2 separate regions of the Mus musculus genome follow, and region 2 is linked to region 1. Evidence: chromatin contacts called from public ChIA-PET data. All regions are on one chromosome and are shown on one strand. Each heading gives the region's core, a stretch centred on a gene start, on an enhancer-like site or on the middle of the called end of the contact. The rest is flanking DNA. Distances are from core to core; before and after follow the strand shown.

The links. ChIA-PET counts read pairs in DNA pulled down with a chosen protein or histone mark.
Region 2: an RNA polymerase II ChIA-PET map of memory CD8 T cells shows a contact between it and region 1, with 9 read pairs. The contact joins two enhancer-like sites.

The regions. Positions count from the first base shown.
Region 1 is chr17:80,318,967-80,326,048 of GRCm38.p6, forward strand. All of the region lies in intron 1 of Arhgef33 (Rho guanine nucleotide exchange factor (GEF) 33), which reads left to right. Among named protein-coding and RNA genes, the nearest start is that of Arhgef33, 15 kb to the left of the region's middle. Within about 2 kb of position 4,850, at least 39 of the 459 cell types and tissues checked have an H3K27ac peak or open chromatin away from gene starts, as enhancers often do. A contact at or near this core is called in memory CD8 T cells, where this site is marked.
Region 2 is chr17:80,768,526-80,776,247 of GRCm38.p6, forward strand. No RefSeq gene overlaps it. Among named protein-coding and RNA genes, the nearest start is that of Gm33538, 13 kb to the right of the region's middle. Within about 2 kb of position 3,891, at least 107 of the 459 cell types and tissues checked have an H3K27ac peak or open chromatin away from gene starts, as enhancers often do. A contact at or near this core is called in memory CD8 T cells, where this site is marked.

The DNA of each region.
Region 1 (7,082 bases), core at 3,600-6,099:
AAGAGGGGACAGTAGATCTTTTAATAGCTATATCTGGAGAAAAAAAAATGGCACTCTGTAGCAATCTTTTTTTTTTTCCTTTTCTTTTCAAAGTAGGACATTAATATTTGGTGAAGTCATTGAAAACTTTTTTAAAAAGTTGAGCTGATCTTTATGAGTTCGTTCATTCATTACCCATTTCTTCAGAATATGTGCTAGACCCTGACTGAGATCTTGCAGAATGCAGAGTAAGCAAAGTGTTGAAGCCCTCCTGAGGTGGAACTCTGGGGAGCCAAGGTGATCAGCAAGAAATTGGTACTTACTGTCCACACTTGATACTAAATGCCATAGGAGATGGAATAAAGAAACAAACAGGACCTATTTCAGTTAAAGTGACCTTTAAACAGAAACTATAGATCTTTTAAGATCTTTTAGTTTCTAAAGTTGTCAAGACAGAGGAAATGAGCTTTAATGGGGGTAAAGAAGGGCTTGAATTCATCTTTCCTCACCCTTTATGCTCCTGAGTTATCAAAGAGCAGGCGCCTCTGTTTCTACGAATACAAATATTCTTAACACAGCAATGATTTTCTAAGTGTGTTGCACCCATGTGTTTATTTATTTTTTTTATGATTAGGAGTTACCATACACTTAATAGGTTTCAAAAGGGCAGACGTGGTGGCCCATGCCTACAATCCCAGCATGGGTGACATGGGAAGGAAAGGCACGAGTTAGGTCATCCTGGACCTACCCAATGAGTTCAAGGGTAGCCTGATCTACAGGAGACCATGCTGAAAAAGTAAAATACTATTAAAACTGATTTTAGAAAGTAGGAATCTTCTTCATGTGAACATCACATCGAGTTTATAAATAGATCCATCTCTGTATAGCAAGCCAGGAAGATCCTAAGCCAAGCCATATGAAGCAAGGATGGAGGATAACGGCTGGCTTTCAAATGGCTGAAGTGATTTGGTTTTGTGAGCTTAGTTTACCAGGAAACTTTTGGCTTATTCACTATTTAGAATTTGTTCTGGAGACCAGGAGCAGGCCCGAAGCATGGATCCCCAAGCAGATAAACAGTAGACACCGGGGGGGCAAGAGAGTCATCCGCTGTTAGAAGGAAATGAACAAGCTTGGAGAGGTTTCTAGCGTACATTCCAAAAGAGAATGAAGGAAGAAAAAGATGACTTTTGAATTAAAACACTGGGAGTTTCTGTATATACTTAAGAGCTGAGCCACTGCATGACACCCTATTTAATGAGTATACAACTCTGAAAATAATCTTTGAGGCCCAGACAATATTTAAAAACTCTGTCCTATTGTTATAATCTTGCCAATTCTTTTTCCTTAGCTTCTACACCCATCGTTGCTGATTGCCAGATTTTCAGATAATGGGAAATTGAACTCATTGTTAGCAATTAACTTGGAGAGATGAGTGATAAATACTGTTGACTGCTTGGGCAGCTCCATTGTCAATGTATTTTTACTGAGCTTCTAGTCTGTGTAAGGACACAGAATGGGAGCTGTGGGCAGTAGAAGGGAAAACAGACTTCATTCAAGTTTATGATAGCTTAGAAAGTGAGGTTGTGACATGGGACAAAGGCACAAAATCATGGCTTCCACTGCATTGTTCTCTGCTGTTTCTACAAAGGAAGGATCGGCTCCTCCTTTAGAGTCTGGCAAAGTGAGAGCTGGAGAAGGCTGAGGAGGAGAGTCCAGGTAATAGGAAAAGGAGAGAGGAAGTCAGAGTGTGGGTGGTGGACAAACTGAGGCTACGGCTCGCGACTGGTGGATTGTAAGGCTGGTGAGGGTGAGATGGAGACTCCAAGCCTGGGCTCAGTGGCAGCGCTGGGGTCAGGCTGGTAAGGGTGAGATGGAGACTCTGGGCCTGGGCTCAGTGGCAGTGCTGGGGTCAGAGCTGTAAAAGCCAAAGGCAGATAGGCTAAAGATGATCAACCTAATGCCAAGAGGGTGAATGTGAGTGACCACAGAACAGCAAGAGAAAGTTAAATATACCTAGGCTATTCAGTTACCAGAAAAGGAGGAGGAGGAGGAGGAGGAGAAAACAAATAAACAAACAAATCAGTTTCTCCTACTTTTACCTGAATGCTAAAATCAAACAACTAAAACCAAACCAAAACAAGAAGACCTAGAAAAGAACAACTATGAGCTGCTTAGCATAACCAGCTTGGATTACAGTGTCAATGAGGGAGGGGAGAATGGGGGAACGGAGAGGAAGAGGAAGAGGGGGAGGGGGAGGGGGAGGGGGAGAGGGAGGGGGAGAGGGAGAGGGAGAGGGAGGGGGGAGAGAGGGGGGAGAGGAAGGGGGAGAGGGAAGAGACAGTGAAAGATAAAGAGACAGAGAGAGGGACACACACACACACAGAGACAGAGACAGAGAGAGGACTAATGGGGGTGCATGGGCCAGGAAGAGACTCTTTGGTGTGGTACCCCATGCCACTGAGCAATGCTTGGAGAAGCCCTGCTGAATGAGCCTCAGCGTTTTAGAGTTATAGGGCCTTTGAGTGGGATTTCTTTCCAACTTTCTGAGAGACAAGAAATATGTACTTCAGTGAGGAGGGAGAGGGTGGAGCACTTTACTCACTTCTAGAGTCAGGGTCTCTCTCATGTTTCCCAGGCTGGCCTTGAATTCCCGGACTTAGGTGAGCCAACAGGTGTGTGCTACAGTGCCCGCTGTCCTATTGTTTACTAATTTGTGTCCTAACTTGTTCCAAATCAGGAAATTAAAACAAGACACTGAGGAATTTGAACATAATCTAGCTGCCACGTATTACAGCGTTACTTGAGAAAAGGTCTCACTATGTAACCTAGGGTGGCCTGGAACTTTTCACCATGCCTCAGCCTCCCAAGGCTGCACTGTCACACCTGGTTCAGTTCTGGGCCCCCTTTGCCTTTGGTCATTACAGTCATTACTTATTTGTATGGGGCAAGGAGTACAGAAGACACATACGTGGGGGTCAGAGGACAACTTGATAGAGTTTGTCTGTTCTTGTTCTGGACTCTTGATAGAAGGGCTGTCCTCTTCTCTTTGTTCCGAAAACAGCCAACTAACTGTAAGATAGGTATGCATTTGACTATAGTCTGGTGTGGAGTGCATGCCTGTATTCTTAGTACTCAGGAGGCTTAGCCAGGAGTATTCCTTATAGGTCAAGTTTACCATTGTGACTTGTACCAATGTGTCAAGTCTTACCCATTCTCTAAAAAAGAATAGGTTGGATTCAGTTGGTCTTAGTCTGGGGCAGGGGAAATCATACATGAAATAAGATGAAAATATAAAATAATAAAAGTAATGAAGAAAATACACACTGGTCATTGATTAAGAAAATGTAAGCTTGGTGAGGCGTGGATAATCTCAGCACTCAGGAGGTGGAGGCAGGAAGAGCAGAAGTTCCATGGCTATGTAACAAGTTGGAGCTTAGCCAAGGTTAGCTGAGCCTGTCTAAGATAAGGACTGTTTTATATTTAAGTCTGTGCCACTGGGTTCTAAGAATGATGAGTTAGTAAGGAGAGGTGACAGTTAACCACGAGGCAGGGTTAGGGTAGAGCTGGTAGCGGGCTTGTCAAGCGTGCACTTAACCCCGGCACTGCATAAAAAGAAAGGTGGAGGTGTACTCCTATAATCCCAGCACTTAGGAAGCAGAGGCAGGGGGATCACCGGTTCAGCCCAGTGCCATCCTCCACCGCACAGAAAGCTTGGGCTACTAGAGATCCGGCTTCACAAAACAAACAAAAATCTGCACCATCCACTTCCTGGAGGCCATGGGGGATAGCTGCCCTTTGGGGGTGAGCAGGACTTGAGTTGCCTGAGGCTGGGGGTTCAGGCAGGGACCTGTAAGGACTGAGGTCTTTAGGTGAGCTGCACATGACTTGTAGATGAGGACTCTGAGGGATGAGGTAACAGTATTAGTGGCCACAGGGTATCACTGGCCCTCAGGGTACACTGACTATGACCCATGTGTTTCTGAAGTTAGAGATTTTCCAAACTTTGTCTCTGATTCCCAGCTTCTGGAGTCTGCTCACTTGGGCAATGGTGGGAAGGTACAATCACTCTGAAGACTGCATTTTACTGTTTTCCTAGCAGCCCCCAAAGTGCCAAAGGCAGATCCAAATTGGATGCCGTTTTATCGGAATGATGAAAAACCTTCTCCCAGGAGAGGCAGCAATAACCTGCTTTCCCCTCTCACCTAGAATAGGCCCTGGTGGCTGATGAGCTATTTTACAAAGTGCATGGACTCAGCCACCTCATTTGGGACTTGCGAGACCTGAAATTTCTCTGCTTCAGCAGATGGGGTAATTCCCCAGGACGACTGACTGACTACTTAGTTTCCCCCAATTGATCTCCACCCCTGTCTCTGCAAACAGGCTTTTCCTGGCTGGAGGAAACTTTCTCTGGAGGCCAGGACTGTCCCTCTGAATATCTCTAAGGGTCTTTAGTTGTTCTTCTTCACTTGCAGGTGGCCTTACCAGGTGCGATGTCACTTTGTTTTTTATTTAAATTGATGGTTTGTTTGTTTGTAACAGAGTCCCACTATGTAGCCCTGGCTGGTCTGGAACGTACTATATAGATCAGGTTGGCCTTGAACTCACAGAGATCTCCCATGGGCTGGAAGGAAAGGCATGAGCTTTCCCTCTCACTGAGAGCCCCTGAGAGGCTTCTCCTTAGCTGAGTCCAGCTGGGCAACATGTTTGAGAGACAGAGACAGAAAAAAATCTAGTCAGGGTAGAAAGAGCCACAGAACCTTCCTGCCAGAACCACAGCTCAGGAAATACCCAGGCTATCAAAAGCCACTCTGACACACTCAGGTATACCAAGCAACAACAAGAGACAGAGGGGCCCCCGGAAGAAGGGCCTGAGTTTTGATGAGTTGTGTTATCTCACACGAGGCTTAAACATGTACTCATTCACCTCAGAGCAGGCACTGGCCGTGAGAGAGCAGGCCGTCACGCTTCTCTTCCTGCCAGGTCTTGACACATCAACTCAGCCAAATTACCCAATCCCAAGTAAGCAAGATAATAACGTGGCAATGGAGTAGCTCGGAGGACCAATGGCCGTTCACATTCTGATATAAGGAAGATCTGTGCTCCTGAGCTAAGGAATGGTCCGCTCTGAGTGCTTTCTCTAGATTCCCGCTGGCTCTGGACACACCAGGGCTGTGGTGGGGAACCAGAGTTGGTTTGGAAAGTGAGAGTTGTCTAGGAGTCCTGCTGACTCTTGGTTCTTCAAGCCCGTTGCTGGGTGCAGGCTTTCTCTTAGGGGAACTTTGCGCTGCTGATAGAATAAAATAGTTTTGTTTTCCTCGCCAGTCTATCCACTAAGTTTTGGTATTGGGAAACAAACCCAGGACCCGCACTTGACCCCTGAATGACTCTTCTAATCATTATTTTGAATGGCATCTGTAGTAAATACCATGTTTCTCATAGTCTGCTGGGTGAAAATTCACATTGCTTTCTCAGATTTTTTTTTTTTTGAGAGCACCTGAGGCCCTTTGGGGAGTGTGGTTGGAGCGGGGAGGAGGTTGAGTGCTCTCACCTGAGGAGCCCGATGTGTAGTCAAAGCTAGCTATATATTTGGTGATTCAGTTTTGACATAGGCGTAAAAAACACATTATCTTTGAGATGCCTTCATTTATGCATTTAGAAAATTCCCATGTATGAGTGCTTTGCCTGCATGCATGTCTATGTAACTCACTCTGCGCCTGACGCCCACAGAAGCCAGGAAAGGAGTCAGATTACCTGGGCCTCGAGTTACATGTGACTTGAGCTACCACGTGGGTGCTGGGAATTGAACCTGGGTCCTCTGAAAGCAGCCAGCCAGTGCTAACCCATCTCTTCAGCCCTCATGACAGCGTTGTTTAAACCCCGTGTACTTACACACTGTGAGATTTGTTTTCTCTCATTAGGTGACTTCCAGGGGTCACATTATACTTCTTGCTTCCTTTTATTATGTTGATTACAGAGTTATATGAACAGACTTATAAAGATATTCTAGAGCAAATTATATTTGTCACAGTACTATCCGTTGTTTATGGTATTTTATTTAAGATACGTGAGAATTCATCATCTTAGAGTAGATTTAATATCAGAATCCTAAAACGACCTCAGTGGTTTACATATTACATCTTACTTGCAGGAGATTATATACAAGTCATTGCTATCTCTAAGACTTTCCTAGGATATTATTTGGACTTTATTTGAAAGGATCGATAACGGACCGTCCTTTTCTCCCCCCCCCCATACTCCCCTCCTTTCCTCTCACTTCCCTTCCCCTCCCCTCCTCTTCTCAGAGTGTTGTGATGTTGCCTGAGCTGACCTTGAACTCAAAAAGCCTTCTGCTTCAGCCTCCAGAGGGTTGAGATTGCAGGCGTGTGACCCCGAACCTGGCTTACCCTCCTTTTGGTCCTTCCCACAGATATTTGTTCTGCTTAATTTCTTTTCAGCTTTTAAAGGAACCAATTCTCCAATGTCTAGAATGCAGCCCATCTCGCCACCTAACTTTTACTTAGTGTCAGGTGTGCTGGTGTGACAGGCTGAGTGAGAAGAATTCCAAGTTTATGGCTAATCGGGGCTACTTAATGGGGCTCTGTCTGAGGATACACAAACAAGTGAAGTTATCTGTCAGAAAGTACACACTGCATTTCATCAGCCCAGTTCGGTGTTCTTTGAGTTGTCAGCCACAGTCCCCTCCTTGTGTGTGTGTGTGTGTGTGTGTGTGTGTGTGTGTGTGTGTGTGGTGGTAGTGGCGGGGGAGCATGCATCTACGGTACACTATGTGAAGGTCAGAGGACAAATTGCTGGAATTAGGTCATCAGGCATCATTACCAGCTGCCTCAGTGCCCCAACCGCTCTTCCTCCTCTCCTTTTCCCTCAGTCTTTCCCTCATCACTCAGTCAGGCTCCCTCGCTTTTTAAAATCATCTACTCAATCTGTTTTACTCAAAGACCTAAAAGTAGTTGGGAGGCTGAGGCAAGAGGGCTGCTCTGAGTTTGATGCCATCGTGGGCCCCAAGTCGAATTCCAGGCCAGCCAGATCTTCATGGCAAGATCTTTTCTCTCTCAAAACAAAACAACCATAAACCAGAAATCAAG
Region 2 (7,722 bases), core at 2,641-5,140, 450 kb after region 1:
ATTAGTAAGCCCTCAGTTAAATGCTTTATAAGAGTTGCCATGGTCACGGTGTCTCTTTACTGTGACAGCAGTAGCGAAAACACTTCAAAAAGCAGCAAATAGACTGACCCTATGGCACCCAGGTGATATATGGATACAGTAACTGTTTCTATTGATCTGAAAACCTGTGCATCACCAGCAGGTTTGTGCACCACCACTTTCCCCGGTGAGCTATCTTGCCAGCCCAGGCCCTAGTTTTAGGTAGAATAGCCAGAGAAGGCTTTAAGCTGAAAGCTATAATCGGAGATGTTATCAGTGGGAAGAGTGGAGGAGAGGACCTTCCAGGCAAGTACCAGATGCACAAAAGCCAAAGGGTAGAAAGGAGAGAAGCTTGGCAAGATCCCGGGGATGCACAGGCATCCACTGGAAACGGGCACAAATTCCTATTAGGATTAGAGCTGAGAATAACAGATCAGAAACAAAATAGGCTTTGACAGGTCGGTCAGATCTCATCTGGAGTATTATGTTGAATCATGAAATTCTGATGCCAAGGCTTGGGGGTTGCCCAGCCTCTGAAGCTGGAAAATAATTCTAAGGCAAGCCTCAGTGTTCATCTGGCCTTATTTGGATTAGAAAACCCATCACTGAGGCTGTGAAGGTGGCTGAGCTGTTAAAGTACTTGTGGCTCAAGCATGATGCCCCAGAATTCATGTAAATTCAAGCAAGACACAGTGGCACATGCATGCGTTCCCACGATCAGAGCAGGCTTGCAATGTTGTTATCAGGAGGCAGAGACAGGCAGACGCCCCTGGGCATTGCTGGTCCATGAGAGACTCTGTCTCAGAGCATGAAGTAGACGGTTCCTGAGGACTGACGCCCCAGGTAGACCTCAAGACTCCCAAGTGTATCCAGACATGTGTGCATGTGCACACACACACCCTCCCCAGTCCACTCTCCTACACAGAAGCTCATGTCTGGCTTGTAATGGCTCACATGGAGAAGGCTTTGTGGAATTGCTGTGAGGAAGAACAGTGTCCAGGATGAAACAGATCTACCTTAAGCACATCTTCATCAGAGCCTTCTCTGACCTGGGACTCTTGTAGCAACCCCCAAATCAAGGAGGGGCTCCTGCCGCGGACTGATCAGCACATTTTCTAATGCTCCTTAGTGCTTCCACATAGCCTGTGTGCACCACTGTAACTGAACACCACAGAGTAGGTGGCATATGCATAGTGACACAGGTTTCTCCTGTTTTAGGGGCTGGGGTGTCTAAGATCAAAGCGTTGGTGGCCTTTCTGTGCCTCCCATGACAGATGAGCACAGATGTCATTCAACTCTTCCAGCCCTTTTGGAAAAGTTCTATTCCCATTTTTTAAATAATACTGCTATACTAATAAATACTTTGCCTCTCGCAGGTTACTTTGGCCCTTCAGTTAAGATACGAGCTTTGAGGCACATGGTCAGCCCTTTTAGATGTCTTTCTGCAGTTTCTATAGAAAACCGTTTGCCAATCTGTGATGTCTAGGAATACCAATTTCTGCTCTTTGAGATTCAGATACCTGCCCCAACGAATGTCCTTGTCTGCTTTCACCTGGATTACTGCTTTGGTGTCTTTATTTAGGTGTTTTTTCTTTTTAAAGATTCATATTTTGTGTGTGTGTGTGTGTATGTATGTATGCATTGTCTACATGTATGTCTGTGCACCTCATGCATGTAGTACTGGAGGAGGCCAGAAGAGGGCATCAGATACTGTTGGAGGGTGCTGGGAATCAAACCCAGGTCCTTTGGCAGCCAATGCTCTTAACTGCTGAGCTATCTCTACAGTTCTGCACTGGTGTCTTTCTAACCTGACCTTCCCAACATCCATGGCAACCTCTGGTCTGTCACCCTGGAGCTGTCAGGGAGTCCAGCTGGAACTCACATCTACTCTTTCATTGCCTAGGTCCTCTCCTTTGCTTAAAGTAGATCCACAGTCATGAGGAATAAAACCAGAGCACGTTAATGTCTTTCTTGTTCTGACCTTCGTCTAAGCTACCATGCTCATCCCTGCTCTGTCCTCTCCCTTGACTTATAGTTACTTGCTCTTGATGAAATTGCCACATTCTCTTACCTTTTCTCTGCCTTCTCCTGTGAGGACTCCAGTCGGCTTCCTTTCTCACCTACCCCCTGTGTACACTTAAGACGGTACATACTTCGTTGTTAACTACCGCAGGGAGCTTGCCTTAGGTTTAATCATGTTTCTTTGCTTCTATCACGGTTTGTGTCAAGCCTCTGCTTTAACAGCCTCCTCCCCCATCTTCCCTACAGCCTTGGGCTTCCTGAGAGCTAGGACTGTGTCCCCGCAGTGTTCAACAGTTCCTGGTTTATAACCCCTTCCCACAGGTTGATGGAGTCCCTGCATTTGCACTTGCCGCCTTCTGAGCCGAGTTCTCGAGTTCTACCGTGTCTCACTGATTGCGAAGAGCCCTGTGAGTTTCTACTTCACAGGTGTGCTTCAGCTCTACCCACCTTTTCAGGACGTAAGAAGTGCTTTGTCTTGAAGGATGAACTGAAGGCGAGGGGGAAAGTTGCTTCTGTAAGCTTTGTTTTCCTCAGATGTGAGAAGTTTGCTAGCAGAATGAGAAAAGATACATGCTGCTTGCCTCAAACCTTTTGGCTGTTAGACTTAGTTATTAACACCGTGGACAAGTATTACAAAGATGAGCGCATTCTTCATTTCATTGTTTGAGACTCTAAATCTTTTCTGTTTGTTCATTTTGTTTTTTGAGACAGGGATTCTTTATATAGCCGTGGCTGTAGACCAGACTGGCCTCTAACTCACAGAAATCCCACTGTCTCTGCCTCCCGAGCACTAGCGTCAACTCAACTAAATTAATAACATTTAAAAATTGCCACAATTTCTTTACCCGCTTGTCAATGAATTTTTAAAACTGTCATTAAACAATCTTTTTGTTGTTGTTATGTGCTTTGAGACAGAGTCTCACCATGTAGGTCAGGCTGGTCTTGAACTCACAATGTGGCTGTGAACTAGAAGTGATCCTCCTGTCTCAGCCTTTTGAATTTTGGAGTTGCAAGCTGGCTTTACCACACTTGGCCATTTTCTATCTTACAAACAGTGCAGAAGGATCTTTTCTGTATCTTCTCCTGGGTATGGCATCATCAGGTTTTATCTCCAAGCTCCAGAAAAGACTTCTTACTTTGATAGTAAACCAACCTGACTAGTCATTTAAGAGAGATAAATAGGGGGCTGGAGACATGGCACAGTGGTTAGAGCACTGGCTGCTCTTCTAGGGGACCTGGGTTCAATTCTCAGCACTCACATGGTAGTTCACAGCTGTTTTATTAACACCAGTGCCCGGGGGATCTGATGTCCTCTCCAGGATTTCTTGGGCACTGAACACACATGAAAGCAAAATACCCATACACATAAAAATTAATTAAAAGAGTGGGTAGGCTGAATAATTTCTGGAATAAAGGGAATGTCAGAAACAGAGTGCACAAATGGACAATGAAACAGTTAAGTTGCTTACAGGGTGTCGATGCTTGCGATGTGTGTTTTGTGTGTTCCTGTGTGTAGGTAGTTTGGGGGCGGGGGGTGGGGGGAATCTCGATTTTGTAAATTTCCAGAAAAACATCTATGAAAACATTGTTTTCCCATTTGGGTATTGAATTCTTTATCAACCATTAGATTGGCCAAGTCTGTCAATTCTTTTAATCTGGGACAGTGGAATTCTGTTCTGTTGAAATTGCCAATAAAATTAAACAATTCCAGTAAATCACTTGGGCTAATGTTTGGCAAAATGTACAAGCAAGAGCTTCACTATTGTTAATTAATTCTAACTGTGGCCCCTCTCATTTATAGCACATGCTTTGGTATGTATGTGAGAGATCCCTTTTACTAGATAGCACATCGGCAACCCAGTTCAAAAAAGGCACCCCAAAACGTATACATTAAAGTTAATCACATAAAGGAAAATCCTTGCGTGGCCTCTACTTATGAAGGCGTGAGATATTATAGGTATACTTTTAACGAGTGTGCAAAGACCATTGTAAGAATGTCTTTTCCCACTGAGGGCTCTGTTTATTATGAATAAAATGTCACATGCATGACGGGTGTCTGGTTTCATTTCTCCAAAACATCTTTCCGGTAGTAGATCTGAGGCAGCTGTGGTTAACCAAAGTATAAACCCTGTGAGGTCTACCAAAACTAGTGTGTATTTACATTCTGACTCACAGTGTCTGCCAGGCATTAATCATAGGGGGGACAAGTAATACTGCTCAGGGTTCACGATTTAATCTTCAATTCACTGCTTTGTAAGTTTGCTGCAGCCCGTGGGAAGGCGCACTGTTGGTTGAAGTTTGCCATCTGCATTGCTGCAATTTCTCCTCACTTGCCACTTTGTGGTGGTTTTGAAAACCCCTTGAAAAAAAAAGCTCTGCACATAGACGCCTCCTGGAAAGGGATTCACCCTGAATGCATTTCACACTTGCGCTGGCACCTTCAGATCAGAGAGCTCCTTCTAATATGTGACTGTCGTGGTGTTACGTGCTATTTTAAAAATCGTGAAAGAGCAGTTTCCAAATATGGGCAACCACTTCCAGGGAAGAGTCAACTGGAGTGTTTAATTAAATGAAGGCACTAGGTTTTTATTACGCTGTCACTGGATATTTGAATAACTAGCTGCAAGTGAGTTCTGTTTGTACAAAAGTGCTCTGGTAATCGTGTTGTTCCTGGGCAAAGCGGAATGGAATGGTCACGTCTCTGTTACTAGAACAAATTAAAGCTTGAAGCACTAAGCAGCACTCACAGAGGAATGAAAAACCTTTCAGCCATGAGCAGCTTTCTTTTCCCACCAGAATGATTGGGTAATTGACTCAACTAGTTTTTTTTCTTCTAGTCACTGTGCTGCCATTTAAATGTTCCTTCCTCCAAAATAGGTTGAAATGTAATTGCCATTATGATGGTATAATGAGGTGGGACCTCAGGGTGACTAGATCACAGCATCCCTGTCCTATCAAGGCCTTGATGAAGGCAGAAAATCCCTTATAAAAGGGAGGAGCCAACACCTTCCACCATGGAAGGACATAGTGGGAAGGCCTTTGCTGGATGCTAGTATCATGTTCAAGAACATCATAGCTTTCAGAATTATGATCCAGATAAATTACTATTTTTATAAATTACCTAGGTTGTTGGTTTTCTTCTTCTCATACCAGCAGAAAATGGACTAAGAGCCATTAGGAAATTACTTAATGATTATGACTTCTTCTCCTCAAGTGAACAATACTGAGATATCTATCTATCTATCTATCTATCTATCTATCTATCTATCTATCTATCCATCCACCCACCCTTCCATCTATCCATCCATCCATCCCCCCACCCACCCACTCACCCACCCATCCATCCATCTATCTACCTATCTATCTGTCTATCTTCTGTATTAAAACTATTGTTTTAAGAAATACCTGGATATTTGCCTCGTGTTTCTTCATTTAGATTACAGAAATTTATTGAAGAAACATCACTGTTTACTGAGAAACCTCTTTGTGGAAAATGCTTTACTCCATTGAGATGTAATTGGCAACCACTAGGAATTGGATGTGTGGTGCATAGCTCAGTCAATGAAGACCTTGCCTTGAAAACACAAGAACTTGACTTTGATCCCCAGAACTCATGTATGTAAAAAGAAATATTATAGCAGCACAAGACCAACCTCAATGCACATAAAAATGCCAAGTGTTGGTGGCACACACACCCTTGTAATCCAAGCATGGAGAGACAAAGAAAAGAGTGGCACTGGGGCCTTCTGGCAGCCAGCCTAGTCTTCCTGGTGAGTTCTAGTTCATTGAGATACCTCTTCTCCCTCTCTCTCTCAAAGGAAGGGTGCAAAAGGAATGACACCTGTGATTGTCCTCTGGTCTCTACATAAGGATCTACTTACACACACACACACACACACACACACACACACACACACACACACACAGTGCATATGTATATGACTTGCTGTTGTGATGAATAAATATATTTGAGAAATAATCATTATAACTAGACAAATTAACTTATTGTTTTATACTTTCTCTCTTCCTTTCCTCTATCCTCCTCTTCCTCCTTTCCTCTTTTCTTCCTCTTCTTGTTCTTGTTGTCTTCTGTTGTTGTTGTTGTTGTTGTTGTTGTTGTTGTTCTTCTTCTTCTTCTTCTTCTTCTTCTTCTTCTTCTTCTTCTTCTTCTTCTTCTTCTCCTTCTTCTTCTTCCTCCTCCTCTTCCTTTTCTTTCTCTCTTTCTTTCTTTCTTTCTTTCTTTCTTTCTTTCTTTCTTTCTTTCTTTCTCTCTCTCTCTCTCTCTTTCTCTCTCTTTCTTTCTTTCTCTCTCCCTTTTCCACTTTCTGTCTCTTGCTTTCATTCTTTTCTTATTATGGTAAGAACCCTTAACGTTTACTCTCTGACAAAATTTCAAGAATATAGTATGATATAGTAAACTGTCTTTGAGAATTTATTCATGTGTGTAACTGAAACTGCATTCCAGTTGCTGACCTCTCTCCACTTCCCCATAGTTCTAGCTCCTGGCAACCGATTTTGTACTCTCTGATTCTGTGGGAATGGCTGCTATTGATCCTGATGTAACTGAGAACAAACAGTATTTGTTTTCCTGTGACTGACTTGTTTCTCTTAGTGCAGTGTCCTCTGCAAGTGGTGGGCTAACCAATCCCCCATAGTGTGTATGCACCATATTGTCTTTCTTTGTTGACAGATGTTTGGTTTTTTTTGCTTAACTATTGTGAATAATGCTAGAACAAACCCAAGAGTGGAGATCTCTCTCTGTGATCCTGACTTCATTTCCGGTGAATATAAATACAGAAGTGGGAAAATTGGATCACAAGATGATTCTATTTTTAATTTTTTGAGGAACTGCCACAGATTTCTGCTGGTAACTGTACCGTTCTACACCCCCCTCAACAGTTCACGGTGTTCTCTTTTCTCGAGAGCTTATCACCACGTATTTTTTGCTCCATAGAAAAACTTGAACACACTTTGGTCATCACAGCAAATTTCTTGGATGAAGCTCCTTTTCCAAGTTTGGATGGAATTTCCGTTCTGATTGATCAGGCAGTGTGCCCAGGCTCACACAGCTGGTAATGTCAAGGCTAGGCTGATATTACAATCCCAGCCAATCTGGTGATGGTGTGCCACAAAAAAACGCTTGTTCTTTCTGAATTACACGGGGGAATAATCTTAGGATCCTGTTCAGTCTTAGTTTTTCAGAGAGGCTACAGTACATGGGTTGAATGATGAAGAAAATACAGCCACGTTTAGAATGCAGTGGCACCTCCTCTGTAGTTACTTTTTCTGTCATCTGATTTTCTCTCTCATTTTCATTTAAAGTGTTTGCAAAGTCAGGCATGGTGGCACAGCAGGCATGGGACAGCAGGCATGGTTTCATAGGCCTGCCATTCCAGAACTTAAGAGAAGTACCGGATTCAGAGGTCAAAGTCTTGAATTCTATAGCGAATCTGAGGAAACAGATTTTCCAGTGATTTGGTGTGATCAGAAGTCAAGTTCCTCAAAGGATAAAAGTGAAAAACTGGCCAGACTATGGTGGCACATGCCTCTGATCCCAGCACTCAGGAGGCTGGAAGATCACTGAGTTTGAGGCCAACCTGATCTACAGAGTGAGTTTCAGTAATCCAGGGCTCCACAGAGAAACCCTGTCTTGAAACAAACAAATGAATGAACAATAAAGAA